Linked DNA regions of Mus musculus: all the other regions are linked to region 1. A link is a contact called in public ChIA-PET, HiCAR-type and promoter capture Hi-C data. All regions are on one chromosome and are shown on one strand. Each heading gives the region's core, a stretch centred on a gene start, on an enhancer-like site or on the middle of the called end of the contact. The rest is flanking DNA. Distances are from core to core; before and after follow the strand shown.

The links. ChIA-PET counts read pairs in DNA pulled down with a chosen protein or histone mark. HiCAR-type assays count read pairs that join an accessible place to other places. Capture Hi-C pulls out chosen DNA fragments and counts their contacts.
Region 2: a contact with region 1 is called in an RNA polymerase II ChIA-PET map of memory CD8 T cells, with 22 read pairs. The contact joins two enhancer-like sites. A contact is called at or near these places in 1 of 15 datasets of contacts at CTCF or cohesin (large pre-B cells), 8 of 484 Hi-C or Micro-C datasets (the C2C12 cell line, LSK cells, bone marrow-derived macrophages and 3 more), 11 of 115 datasets of contacts at active chromatin or transcription factors (the 230-238 cell line, the SCID.adh cell line, T-cell acute lymphoblastic leukemia and 7 more) and 3 of 9 other capture datasets (adipose tissue, embryonic stem cells and liver).
Region 3: a contact with region 1 is called in a HiCAR-type map of Th17 cells, with 12 times the contacts expected there. The contact joins two enhancer-like sites. A contact is called at or near these places in 2 of 15 datasets of contacts at CTCF or cohesin (large pre-B cells and pro-B cells), 39 of 484 Hi-C or Micro-C datasets (the Ba/F3 cell line, CD4 T cells, the G1E-ER4 cell line and 27 more), 16 of 115 datasets of contacts at active chromatin or transcription factors (the 230-238 cell line, the NIH/3T3 cell line, PVALB interneurons and 11 more) and 3 of 9 other capture datasets (adipose tissue, embryonic stem cells and liver).
Region 4: a contact with region 1 is called in a promoter capture Hi-C map of adipose tissue. The contact joins two enhancer-like sites. A contact is called at or near these places in 4 of 39 promoter capture datasets (the C10 cell line, cranial neural crest, liver and 1 more), 1 of 15 datasets of contacts at CTCF or cohesin (pro-B cells), 4 of 484 Hi-C or Micro-C datasets (bone marrow-derived macrophages, centroblasts, pre-B cells and 1 more), 7 of 115 datasets of contacts at active chromatin or transcription factors (acute myeloid leukemia, bone marrow-derived macrophages, double positive thymocytes and 4 more) and 3 of 9 other capture datasets (adipose tissue, embryonic stem cells and liver).

Annotation. Positions count from the first base shown.
Region 1 is chr2:49,731,850-49,735,121 of GRCm38.p6, forward strand. It overlaps Kif5c (kinesin family member 5C), which reads left to right. Exons shown (of 26, transcript NM_008449.3): 15 at 855-1,001. Among named protein-coding and RNA genes, the nearest start is that of Gm46738, 14 kb to the right of the region's middle. Within about 2 kb of position 1,917, at least 127 of the 459 cell types and tissues checked have an H3K27ac peak or open chromatin away from gene starts, as enhancers often do. A contact at or near this core is called in the G1E-ER4 cell line, the SCID.adh cell line, Th1 cells and 14 more, where this site is marked.
Region 2 is chr2:49,332,415-49,335,829 of GRCm38.p6, forward strand. No RefSeq gene overlaps it. Among named protein-coding and RNA genes, the nearest start is that of Gm25215, 64 kb to the right of the region's middle. Within about 2 kb of position 1,352, at least 7 of the 459 cell types and tissues checked have an H3K27ac peak or open chromatin away from gene starts, as enhancers often do. A contact at or near this core is called in memory CD8 T cells, where this site is marked.
Region 3 is chr2:49,311,890-49,315,071 of GRCm38.p6, forward strand. Mbd5 (methyl-CpG binding domain protein 5) reads left to right here. Exons shown (of 17, transcript NM_029924.2): 16 at 1,761-1,836. Among named protein-coding and RNA genes, the nearest start is that of Gm25215, 85 kb to the right of the region's middle. Within about 2 kb of position 1,387, at least 94 of the 459 cell types and tissues checked have an H3K27ac peak or open chromatin away from gene starts, as enhancers often do. A contact at or near this core is called in the G1E-ER4 cell line, the SCID.adh cell line, Th1 cells and 11 more, where this site is marked.
Region 4 is chr2:49,416,131-49,419,259 of GRCm38.p6, forward strand. No RefSeq gene overlaps it. Among named protein-coding and RNA genes, the nearest start is that of Gm25215, 19 kb to the left of the region's middle. Within about 2 kb of position 1,396, at least 120 of the 459 cell types and tissues checked have an H3K27ac peak or open chromatin away from gene starts, as enhancers often do. A contact at or near this core is called in adipose tissue, bone marrow-derived macrophages, centroblasts and 4 more, where this site is marked.

The DNA of each region.
Region 1 (3,272 bases), core at 667-3,166:
GTCTGGGCTATTGATTCCAGACCCCATTACTCAGGGTATTTGGATGGGACCCAGGGAGGAGATTTTTGTTTGAGCATGGAGCTGGGGAACCTGAAATAGAACAAGGGGGAAGAAACAACCTTTGGTAAGTTAGAAAATGTAGTTAAATCCTATAAACGTAGGGCCTCTTTTTGCGCCAGTGTGTACAGGTAGAGACCAAGTCAGCCCTCAGCATCCTTCTTTAAAGTGTGCTCTGTCTTTTTATTTTGAGACAGTCTCATTGTTTTGGAACTCACTGAGTATGGTAGATTGTTGTCCAATGGCCAGAGGAATCCTTCCAGTCCTGGGATAACAATGGCGCACCACCAGACCCAGATAGAGCTTCCAGGATTCAAACCTAGGTCCTTATGCTTGTGCCCCAAGCACCTTACAGACGGAGCTCTCTCTCCAACCTCTTATTTATTTAAAAGGCCTTACTACAATTTACTTATTTTTATGTTCACGTACCATGGTACCTGGGTGGAGGTCAGAGGACAGTTTGCTGGAGTCAGTTCTTACCTTGACCCAGTGAGCCCTGCTCTGGGCCCTGAATTCATTTACAGTAACTCACTTTGCTAGCGTCGATATAACCAATAATAATAATAATAATACATATCTAGTAATAATACATAGCTGGTTTTACAAGGTAACATCTCTGAATTAAGTTTCTGTATCAGAACCAAGTGCTACGCAGCAGTCAGCCTTCAGAGTGCTTTTCCACTGAGATCAGAGGAGTGATTAAAGAGCTGGGTCTGGCATGGGCTGTTGAGCTCTGGAGGTCACAGGTGGAAATTCATGGGCCACCTTGGTAACCTGTGGCTGACTTTGTTTTCCAGACGACACTGACAACCACCCAGCGAGAGCTGAGTCAGCTGCAAGAGCTTAGTAACCACCAGAAAAAGAGGGCCACAGAGATCCTGAACCTGCTTCTCAAGGACCTGGGGGAGATAGGCGGAATTATTGGCACCAACGATGTGAAGACTGTAAGCCAGACTTGTGTTCTCTGTTCCTACCCTGACTGGTGTGATCCGAGTCAAGCTCTGCAGCACCTGAGGCTCAGGGCTGTACTCTGCACCTGGCGCATGCTGAAAAAGGAGAGCTGGCGCATGAAGCAGGGGCTGGGGGAGGGGATGGAGAGGAACAGTTTGCCTTTCAGATCTGGGGGGCATCTTCCAGTCTTGGTTGGTTTTGTGTGGCTTGTTTTTTTTTTTCTTTAGCCTTACCTGCAATGCTCTCACACTGGGGCTCAGCTGGGAGAAGCTGCAGGCCAGGTCTCAGTCCCCACCCTTCCCCACCCCCCCAGCCCAATGCAGTGAGAATTCTCCAGCCAAGCAGTACGAATTGAGAAAGCTTCCAGCTGAAAGTCATAGGCAGCTAGCAGGGGCTGAAAGAGTAAACCACACTTAATTATGTGTAACAGGAGGAGGCTAGGCCTTGTTACTCAGGGTCATCTGCATCACCTGGGGCTAATTAGCAATTTAGACCCCAGGCTGACCTCAGACATACTGAAGCGGACTCTGTGTTTTAACAAGATGACTCGTGGCTTATTAAAGTTAGAGAACCCAATTTGGTTTCATTGCAGTGGCTCCACAATCCACAGGACCCGACTGTTGTGTTTCCTCTCTGCCCATCCTTAGCTACTTTCATTTTCATATCTTTACGCTTTTGCCTCGTAGCAAGATCACTGCTGTAGCACCAACTGTCAAGTCTTTATTCATTTACATCCAGTGTGCTGTATCACTAACCACTTTTATCCAGGAGAGGGGACTATATACCAGAAATTCCCAATCTTATGTAGCCTTAGGGCAGCTGCAAGGCAGCGGTTTCAGGCCCTGCCAGGTTAAGCTTTTAAGTCACGGCTAGGCTGGTCTGTGCTTGACGGTTAATGTTTAGAGCCACATGTTGCTGTTGAGCAGTGTAGTTCTGACATGGGGCTGATTAAAGGCTCGCAGGACCTCATGGAGTGGATTTGTGGGACGTTGGCACCTCCTGCTGATAACAATAAGAAAAGATATTTTTATGCTAAGATCTTACACTGAGCTGAGGAACACATTAGTGAACTCAAAGCGTGTCTGTGCTTTGCCATTAAAGGTCCTTCCTGCCGGAAATCCTAAGTATGATGAGAGGATTTTTAAATACCTAATTGCATGCTTTGGGATTATTTTTAGGTTCCAGACACTAGATGCCCTTAGCTAATTTCATTGATGACTCTCACTTACAGATCACGGTAGTCTCAGAGAGCCTCCTTCCATGCTGGACCAATGGCAAAGGCTGCCAGTGTATCTGTGCTGTTGCATTATGGGAGGGATAGAACGGGGAGCAGTATCGGGAGGCAAATCTCAGTCACCAACCCAACTCACGTTTAGCAAGGGCCTCCATGATGGGGAGTCACAGCTGATAATTGTAGCTTTTCCTGCTGGTCACTTAGTATTGTGCTGCAGTCATTGTTAGGTGGTATTGAATTCTTATATGGTTAATAAATCACAATACAGGAACGCAAAACTGTATACTTCATGTTTGCTACCAATATTTAGGGCTCATACCCAATATCATTTTATCTCAGTTCTCAAATGTTTACACAGAAAAATATGTGATTTAATGACAGCAATGATAACATTTGAGGAGGTGGGAGGGGCAGAGAGGGGGCTGATGGGAGGACACCGAACATCAGAAATTGCTGGCGTTCCTGGGCTAGATTCTGCTGGGACATAGTCTTCCTAAGGTGCAAGGCTGCCCTCTGGTGGTTAAACATAGTGCACACAAAGCTACTTTTCTGCATGGTTCAGCTTGTATACCATGCATCTTAGCAGATGGGTCTAACCCAATACCTTGTCTCCATTTTTGTTTTCTAGTGGAGTTCTGAAAGTTAGAAACCAGATATACCTCATTCAGGAATTCTGTCAGAACCATCTCTTGTCAGTGTTAACTTAGGCTTGTTCTTAGATATCTTATCAGAGTAGGTTACTGTCTACTTGGAAGGGCAGCTCCAAAAAGGCAAAGGAAAAGATTGGTAGCAGCAGATGGCTAAGCATGGAAATTTTCACATGAGGAGGCACTGGGCGATTGGTGCATTCTCTGGCATTAGAGGTTCTGTTTGAAGAGTGTGGTGAAAGTCTTTTATAGTTCAGCCATTGCATGTAGACATCAGGCTCCTCACCACTACGGAAAGTGTGGAGAAGAGAATTGAAGTGCTGGGTGGAACTTCTTCTCTACAGGCGAGATTATGAAGGGCCCCCACTAGGGACATTGGGTCA
Region 2 (3,415 bases), core at 102-2,601, 400 kb before region 1:
TGTGCTGTTCATTATAAACTCTCCCTAAATTTCTTGAAGTCTAAAGGTGAAATTGGGGTGGGGGAATTACCATGGATTTGCTGTAATTGAATTTCTTGTTCTAGCTGGTTTCGAGGCTGAGTTTTATACCAAGAATGGCTTCGAATCAGTTCTTAATGATAGGGAACTGACTTGTGAGTTCTTAACTCATGCATGGTAACAAGTAGTTCATGCTTTCAACAAAGTGACCAAAGCCTCTTCATCCTTCCCAGTAATTGGTATTAGGACAACTCTACTCCAGGAAGATCATGTCTCTACCAAACATGTGTCCCTCAGTGTATATGCCTCCTACCACAGGCACACACAGGTGAGCTTCACTTAACTAAATCCAGCTTTGGTAGCCTCTTCACCTTCTTTTGCCCACTCTGGAACAGGAATCTAATAGGAAAGTGAGTCTCATTCAATCCATATATATATATATATATATATATATACATATATATATATATATATGTATATATATATATATATATATATGTATATATATATATATATATATATATATATATATATATATATGCATATCAGCCAGGCATGGTGGCTCACAACTTTAATCCCCAGAACTGGAGAAGCTAAGGAAGAAATGTGTACCAGCCTTGGATACAGAGACTCCATCTGCTAAACAAAATTTCTCAAATTAGTCTATGACACAAAGTCCAACCCTTGAAACTAAGCCAACACTAAGGTGAGAACCAGATAGATCATTCTCTCTGTGCTTGACAAAGAGCTTTGTGATCTCTGGCTCTGGTCCCTGAGGGCAGTGGGAGTTACCTGTTTCATTGAAGGCACAGACCTGGGCCAATCTAGATCATCATCTGAGCTTCCTGTTCTTGACCCAGGACACATGCTACCACTTGCTACAGGTGCCTAGTAGAGAGTATCATCTTTCAGAGGGGAAAATAGCCACCAAACACTAAGTGTTGGTTATTTTCTATAACATGCTTTGATTTCCTCTATCAAACTCAGGAAATTCTGGCTTCACATTGTGGCTTTGTAGCTTCCTGTCTCTCCAACTATCGAATTCTAAAGGTAGTTGTGTTTTCCCTTCAGATAACCATCCACAGTACCAAAGAGGACAGACTTCTGACCCCTTCTCATACTGAATTCTAAGTAGGGACATAACCTCAATTGGATCCCTCACTGTGTGGAAATACACATCCTACGATTCTGCCTTTGTCGGTAATCACTTAAACAGTCCTTTCTGGTCACTTTGAAGATGTTGTTTCTGTCTCGTAGAAGCTTACAGTCTAAGATACCTACGAATCCGCTGAAGTCCAGAAGTCGGAAATCTGAGGCATATAGCAGGGGAACCTCAGGCTGGTTAGCAGTCAGCACAGGAAACAGCAGAACCATTACACAGGATGTCTCACTGGGTCAAGGAGCTCAAGTAAAGGACTGAGGTCTCTGTGGACAATTTCCAGAAGATAAATAGGAGTGCATGGAAATAGTTCCCGGAGAGTGGCTAGAGGGGCAGTCAGGTGCTAAGAGGGCTGTAAGAGGAAGAGAGAAAGAAAGGCCATTTTAAAAGGTCATTTGTTCTAAGATGTTTGGGAAAGGCAGAGATATGAAGTGGTAGCGCGTAGTGATGACGTAAGCACAGGTGCACACGGTGCCTCTTTGTGCTCCTTTCTGGCTTTCACCCTTCCTTGTCCAACGACTGAGTACACGAGAAAATGGTTCTTTCCCAGATTTGGATGACTGAGCCAAGGCGGGGCCTGATTAGAGAAAGACCTAACCAGGTTCCCTTGACCAATCAGAAAGACCTAACCAGGTTCCCTTGACCAATCAGAAAAGCCTAACTAGGTTTCCTTGACCAATCAGAAAGACCTAACCAGGTTCCCTTGACCAATCAGAAAGACCTAACTAGGTTTCCTTGACCAATGAGACAAAATGATGAGTAGGGAGCATTTAAGTTCCTTTAGGAACTGTTTGCCAAATGCCACCAAAAAAGATTCATTATGGGTCTTTGTATTTAAAAAAAAAAAAAAATCAAGTTGGTGAGAATGAAGTGGCTATCACTGGGTGATGTCCATGCCTAGGCTACAAGGACTATGGAAGCAGCTGGAAGAGAGAGAACATTTAGACAGCTGGAATCTAGACCTAGCAAACAGGTGCCTGTAATCTCAGTATTAGAAAGGCTGTCAGGATTAGGAAGATGGCGATTTCCAGGCCAGCTCAAATATGTCTAGGAGGGAACCCTGTTGCAGAAGAGAAATAGATGCAATGACAGAAGCCAGGGACCCTGAATAAGAGGTGACAGTAGCCCTCAGTATCTTTCAAAGGCTGGACTCTACATTTAAAAATGATTCTTTTATTTCTCATGATAATTCTTTGAGATGAGAACTATGGGGCCTCCTTAGAGATTGCATCAGTGAGGAAACCAAAATCAAGTTAGTTCAATGTGAAAAGCTGGTTCTTCAGTCTTCAGCCACTAGATAATTCTAACAAGAGAGAGGTGACCCCTGAAGCCACCTGGCATAGGAACACAGAAGGAGCTGTGTGACAGGTGGAACTTCACCCAGAGAATCCTCTCCTGAGGACGTTAAGGGGAGACTGCAGAGTGTTTGTCCCCTCCAAAAATCTATTTCCAGTAGGAAATAGGACCTTTTGAGAGGGTGATTAAGGTCCATCGAAATCTAATAGGACTGCTGTCCTTGTAGAAAAAGGAGAGAAACTAGGAAATGCGTACATCAGTGGTAAGACACTGTAAGAGCCATGTGCAAGCCAAGGAGAGCCCACTGATCCTTGCTCTTGTACGTCCAGCATCTAGAACTGAAAAATATTTGTCTATTGCTTAAGCCACACAGTCTGGGACATCTTGCCATCTTGCAGGCAGCCTATCTGACTAACAAGGAGACAGGCACCTGGCAGGCTAAAGGAGGTTGGTACCAAAATCAAAACGGACCCAGGTCCTCAAGATTTTATCCCTTCTCTCTCCTGGGTTTGGGGGGCTGTTCAGTGTCAGAGGGGTATCTGTCAGAGGCAGGTTCTACCAAGGCCGCATAAAACCCTGAATGCACAGATGAGAAGCAGCGGAAATCAGGATCTCCTTGTTTCATGTCTGCGTGCAGCAGCTTCCGGTTCTGTGTTTCTAGCGGCCCTGTTTGAAGCGGTGTGACCGCTCCGGCTGCTTAATCTTTCATCCTGGCTTGTTGGCAGTTCCAAAGTCACCTATCAAAATTCAGCTCAAAGAAAACTCTCTGTATCTGGTTGCATTCCAGTTCAGAACTTTCATTTAAAAGTATGATCCCATTCGACCAACATGCAAATCAAAACAAGAAAGATGAGAGCTGCCTTATCTCAAAAATGAGCCAGTTACCCGAGATGTATGTGGGTCTTTTTTCTTTTCTTTTATAAGCTACGCCAAAGCTTTCTC
Region 3 (3,182 bases), core at 137-2,636, 420 kb before region 1:
GGTATATATGTAAAAATGCCATGCACTGGGGAGAAGGAATGAAAGATTTATATCAAGTACCATGATGTCCCAAATAAAGATACAGGAACACTGATGTAGTGATGCATGCCTTCCATCCTAGCATTGTGAGTTAGTTCCAGGTCGACATTGGCAAGACCCTATCTCAAAATAGTAGTAGTGATGATGGTGGTGGTGGTGGTGGTGATGGTGATGATGATACAGGAGCAGGAACAGATGAATTGTGTATCATGACAGCTTTTTATATGTATAAGTACATAAAGCGATTCTGTCCATGGTGTATCATATAAAACATGAGCTAGGGAGACATAGGGGAGTGAGTGTGACTGAGAATAGTGACCACGTAGAAATACTAGATTTATCTTTTTGATTAAAAGAATACTTAATAAGAACATGTCATTTATTAACAACCCATTCTGGAGAGTGGGTATGTTGGGATTACTTTGTTCCCTGAACTTCTCTGCATTTGCAGGGTGGGGAAGATCATTAAGAGCATGCTGGAGGGAATTGTTGGTAGTGTCCTTACAACTGGTTTAAGTTAGTAGGTTGATCTATCCTTCCAATAGAACTGACTTAACTGCACAGTTGTTTTAATAAGATATAGGACCATTTATGTTCACTGTGGACAAATCCACTTAGCAAATATGTGGAGCCTTCATGGTGTGCCTAAAAGTGTAATACTCAAAGATGAACAACTAAGTGTCTGTAAAGCACAGGGAAAACAAAATAGAGGAGTTATCAGGTCGTTTTCTATAGTGGATAAAGCCTTGGGAACACTGTGGTAAGTGGAGAGACTTCACCTGAAGGCATTACACTGAAGTTAACGTGCGTTTTCTCCCACGGCTGCAAATTTCCAACCTCCATGTAGACACCGAGATAGATAGATAGGACTTAACTCTTGGGAAGCCATGGTAACAGATAGCTCACTATAGGAGTTTCCTGACTTCAGGGCTTTCCTGTCAGTTGTCCTGATGGGATGAATGCTAGCAGATTGCCTGCATATTTAGAAGATTGTGGCGTAAGATTTACATATGTACATGAGAAATAAGGTAGGGTAGGCAAAGAATGTATAGCCACAGAGAACTGCCTGACTGTCCTAACCGGCACAACAGCTTCATCGATATCGTTTTTTTAAAAATGGCACATATGGGATGTTACTCATGGAATGCTGATCGGAAAGCAATAGTCAGAAGCTTCTGAGACAGTCCTTGTGTGTCTGTTGAAAGGATCACGTCATTTCGGTTTAAAGGGAACTGTGGCGAAACCAGCCTCCGAGCCTCAGGTGTAACGAGGTAATAAGCTGTTCTTAGCCACGCACCAAAATGTAGCTTTCGTTTTGCTCAATTGTGCTTAGCTGAGATGATCCAGAAAGGGTGGAGGGAGCTCCCTAGTGGCCAGAACTTGCAGTTCAGCCTCGGTGTCCTGGCCACGGCCTGTTTCCTGGTAGGAAGCACAGCTTTGGAGACCACAGAGCTCCTGACCCAGTCCTCTTCATGAAATGCAGAAGAAACACACAGTGGAGGGGACTTCCTGTGCTAACCTTAGCGGCCGTGTTACTTTAATGGTTAGCGTTCAGTGCTGGGAACCCCAGGACGATGCTCTATCGCCTGAACTTCCCAGATGTGAATCTAGATTGACTTTCTCTGGTAGAATTGATATTTTTGTCTTCTGATTAGGGAATTAAATTGAGGCTTTTGTTTCTTTAATTTGTTAATTTGGTATGTTGTTTTCATTGCTTCCAGAAGTGGGAAACTAAATAACCATTTAGAAGCTGCTATTCACGAGGCCATGAGCGAACTGGACAAAATGTCTGGGACTGTAAGTCAATTTATTTTTTTCCATTATTCTAGTTTCTTTGAAAATAAATTGCATTAACACTTTTTTTTTGTTAAAAAAATCTCTTGAACATTGTAAAGCAACTCTCATAGCAATACTAAACTGCCAGGCAAGCAAAAGACTGGCGGCAGAAAAGAATTTAAGGGAAGGGAGCCTGTATTAGCTATGGATTTTTTTTTTCTGAGATAAGTAACTTTTGTTTTCTTAAAAAGGTTCATTAAGTGGCAGCAGCAGTATGGTGAGGTCCCAACCCCAACTTTCTGAGTTTGACTGTGAGTTGCAGTGACCATCACTATAGCCAAAATATTCAGCAATGCAACCTCACTCCATACATTAAAAAAAAAAAAAGTAGGATTAAAAAGATTGGTCAATTTAGAGAGTATATTAACTTCTTATTTTCCTTCTGCTACCTTAAAATTGAGATGATTTGTGCATATTTCTGTTACTAGTAACTGTAAATCTCATGATTAAGGAAGAGATGTGCTTTCTCTTCACACTTTGTTTGACCTATGCATCCATTAGTTTGAGATGAGAGGTATAAAGCTCTCTCTCCATCACATACAGACTCAAACACATAAATATAATGTTAGTAATCTCTTTAAAATAAGCATTATTTCAGGCTGCATAGCAATGACAAGCCATTTACTTAGGCCATCTGAAACTTACAACCCATCCATTGGCTGCTTCATGATGGGTAACAGTTAGGGAGCCTCAAGATGTTGCCATTGGCACAGGTCATAGACATGTGTTAATCTAACCTATGATTGGATTTTGCCAGGAAACCTAAGTTTCCTGGTAAACTTGTAGCCATCAACTACAGTATCCTCTAGAACCAGGCATGTGTGTGTGTGTGTGTGTGTGTGTGTGTGTGTGTGTGTAGTCTGTCAGTAAAGAGGATCAGGAATGAGAGCAACAATTCTAGAATTGAGAGTTGCCAACAAAAATGTGCCTGCTGCTGAGCCTGTTGAAACATAGGCCATGGCTCACTTGATTCTGGTGCCTGCAGAGGAAGGTGTAACTCTACTTGGCCACTTCCAGACCTAGATCCCTTCTTTGTGGAGTGCCCACCGCTCCTTGAGACCTTGATGTGCTCACCCCATCTTTGTATATCCTTTGCGTCCTGCTTGATAGTAACGAGAGAAGGCATGAAGAAATGTCAGTGTAGCTCCTATGAGCTCAGACGTCCTCAACTCAAGTGGGTGTGGAAATGCAGTTAATGATTTACCTTCCCAAGAAAAATATGAAAATGGGTTGGCCTTCATTTCATGCCTCTCTACCTTGGGGCATTTGGCCTTTGTGCCACCAGGCATTGGTACCTAATGAGGCCA
Region 4 (3,129 bases), core at 146-2,645, 320 kb before region 1:
ACAGTATCAAGGGCAGAAGAGGTGAGGTAGGAAATGCTCACTCTCTGTGTTCTCTCATGTCTGATCTTACGTTGCTGTCTTTCAACAAGAAACTTGAGGGTGAGATGGTCATGATGGAACACACTTATTATTACAGCATTGGGAAGGCAGAGACAGGAGACGAGGCCAGTCTTGGCAATGCTGTCAGACCTTACCTACACACACACACTCACACACACTCACACATGTACTCACACACTCATACACACACACACACTCACACACAGTCACACACACACTCACATACACACACATGCACTCACACACTTACATACACACACACATGCACTCACACACACACTCTCACACACACATGCACACACACTCGTATGCACACACACTCGAATGCACACACACTCGCATGCACACACGCACTCACACACACACACTCACACACACAGACTGAAGATGTAGTTCAGTAATGAAGTGCTGCTCTAGCATGCAATAGCACAAAGCCCTGTGCTCCATATCCACACAATATCAAAGAAGGAGAGAGACAGAGAGACAAAGAGTGAGAGACACACAGAGAGGTAGAGATGCTGAGAGACAAAGAGACAGAGACAAAGGGGGGAGGGAGAGCTGAATGGGAAGACATGGCAGGACTAGGAAGGCGGTGTGCAAATTTGAAGACTAACCTATATAGCAAAACCCTGGAAAGAGAGGAAGAAAAGAAACGTTGAGAGAGAGAGAGAGAGAGAGAGAGAGAGAGAGAGAGAGAGAAGAAAAGCTAACAATTTTTAAATTTATAAATTATTTATTTATGGCACTTGCCACTTAATAATTTCCAGGCTGACATTAACCATGAGTAACGGAAACCACAGAAGGCAGACCACAGGATAGAGGGGCTACTGAACAGGAGAGGATGAGCCAGGCTATAAAACTCTCCTTAGAAGACAGGATGAGGAAGCAGTAAATGAGGCCAAGCAAAGCCGAATCTGGGGCTGAAGCCGAGGAGCACTGAGAGAAATTACAAGGTGCCACTGGGTCTATGCATGAGCAGAAAGGCCAAAGGAAACAGAAACTACGAGATGAGGAAGCAAACACTAAAAAAAAAAAAAAGGCAGAAATAACAAGATGAGGAAGAACAGCTTAGTGTTGACGGTAGGAACTGGACGAATGTGACAGTTCCTCTCTCCCTCGCCTGACTCCACCGCGGTTCTCATGCCCTTGGTGGCTAGGATGTGTGGTTCTTCTTGGGTCCCTTGATCCTTTATAGACCACTCCAGAGGCAAAAGAACCACTGCTCTCAATGCTTGTTGCAGTGATCCGAATGGGTCTTTGTCAGTTAAATGACTCAGCCTCATTTTGAATGATCTTGTTGCAGCAGCTCTACCTACCTCTGAAGCATGGTTGCTTCCGTCTTTGTGCCTGCTTCCTGGATGTGCAGGAAGTGAGGTGGTGGTGCACATCTTCCTTTACATATTGCTTATATGGCTTGCTAAATTCCACACCTCGAATAAGCCATGACCCTAGAGGGACCCTGCCATACTCTTTCTAACTTTTTCACCTGGCAAATGAACATGGAAACAGGATGGCTCTGCTGCGTCTTAGAAATCTCAGAGTTTGCTGATCCCAAATAATAACAATACCGTAGAGTACTGTGGGCAAGAACACCGTTCCTTTCTGAAGTTGACTTTGTCGTGATGAACACTTGTTAGGGACCAGCTCACTCCCTAAAAATTGTTTCTGAACCTGCTTAAATCTTTCCAGCAGACAGAGAGAATATGTATATTTAAAAAATGTATCTGATGTCAAGTGCCATTCTCATTCCCTTTGAATAGTAAGAAAAAAGTATTTTTGAGCAGTTCAGATATTTAGCTCTGAAAATTAGCCAGTAAGGAGCTACTTGTATAATGTTCAGCATATTTATTTATTTATTTATTTTACAGACTCTCTTTTGAAATAAATCAGACAGAGGTTCCTTTCAGTTCCAGTGGGAGTTTTCAGCAAAAGGAGAAAGGAAGACTTCATACTCTCTAAACGGCATCAGAAGCCATTCATAGACTTCCTCGAGGTCTCTGCCTCTTCCCAGTGCCAGGACCCTGAATGACTTCTCACTATTGCCATTGTCCCTCTTAGGCACCAGCCTGGCAGCTGAGCCTCTGAAGATTCTAGCCTTTGGAGTATGGGAAGACGTTAGCATCAGACAAGTTCAAAGGCTCCATAGAGAAGTGAACTGCTCATGAGGAGATGAGGGCACAGGGCTGTCTGCACACACTCCTGAGCCCTGTTTCCTGTGTCCCATGCCTAGTTTTCCTGCATGAAGTCTGGAAAAATCTGTCACGGGAGCAGACAGAGAAGCAGGCTTCTCTTTGCAAAGTGTAGTAGGTTGTTTTCACAGCATCCACGATCATTTCCATCACTCCTTAGTGTCTTCATCATGTTTGCAGCCATGAATGAATTTCCCAAATACCATTTCTGGTAAGATTTCTGAGTGACTCAGGATGAAATAACTCATGAAAAACCCTAAAAGGGTCCCTGGGATGTTGTGCCTAGAGAACTTGAAAGGGAGGTTCACCTATGCTTGCCGCCTCTACTACGGTAGCTGAACAAATCCCCGTTCTGTATTTATCTTACCCCCTGTACTGACTGGTTTTATGTGTCAACTTGACCCAGGCTGGGGTTATCACAGAGAAAGGAGCTTCAGTTGAGGAAATGCCTCCATGAGATCCAGCTGTAAGACATTTTCTCAATTAGTGATCAAGGGGGAAAGGCCCCTTGTGGGTGGGACCATCTCTGGGCTGGCAGTCTTGGGTTCTATAAGAGAGCAGCCTGAGCAAGCCAAGGGAAGCAAGCCAGTAAGGAACATCCCTCCATGGCCTCTGCATCAGCTCCTGCTTCCTGACCTGCTTGAGTTCCAGTCCTGACTTCCTTATAATAAACAGCAGTATGGAAGTGTAAGCCAAATAAACCCTTTCCTCCCCAACTTGCTTCTTGGCCATGATGTTTGTGCAGGAATAGAAACCCTGACTAAGACACCCCCATAACACAGTCTTCCTTTAAACTGAGCTTTGTGCTTTTGAGATTTGGAAGCAGGATAGTCTCTCTAAGTAGGTATTGATTACAGGTCACTACCTGGGGAACTTAGAA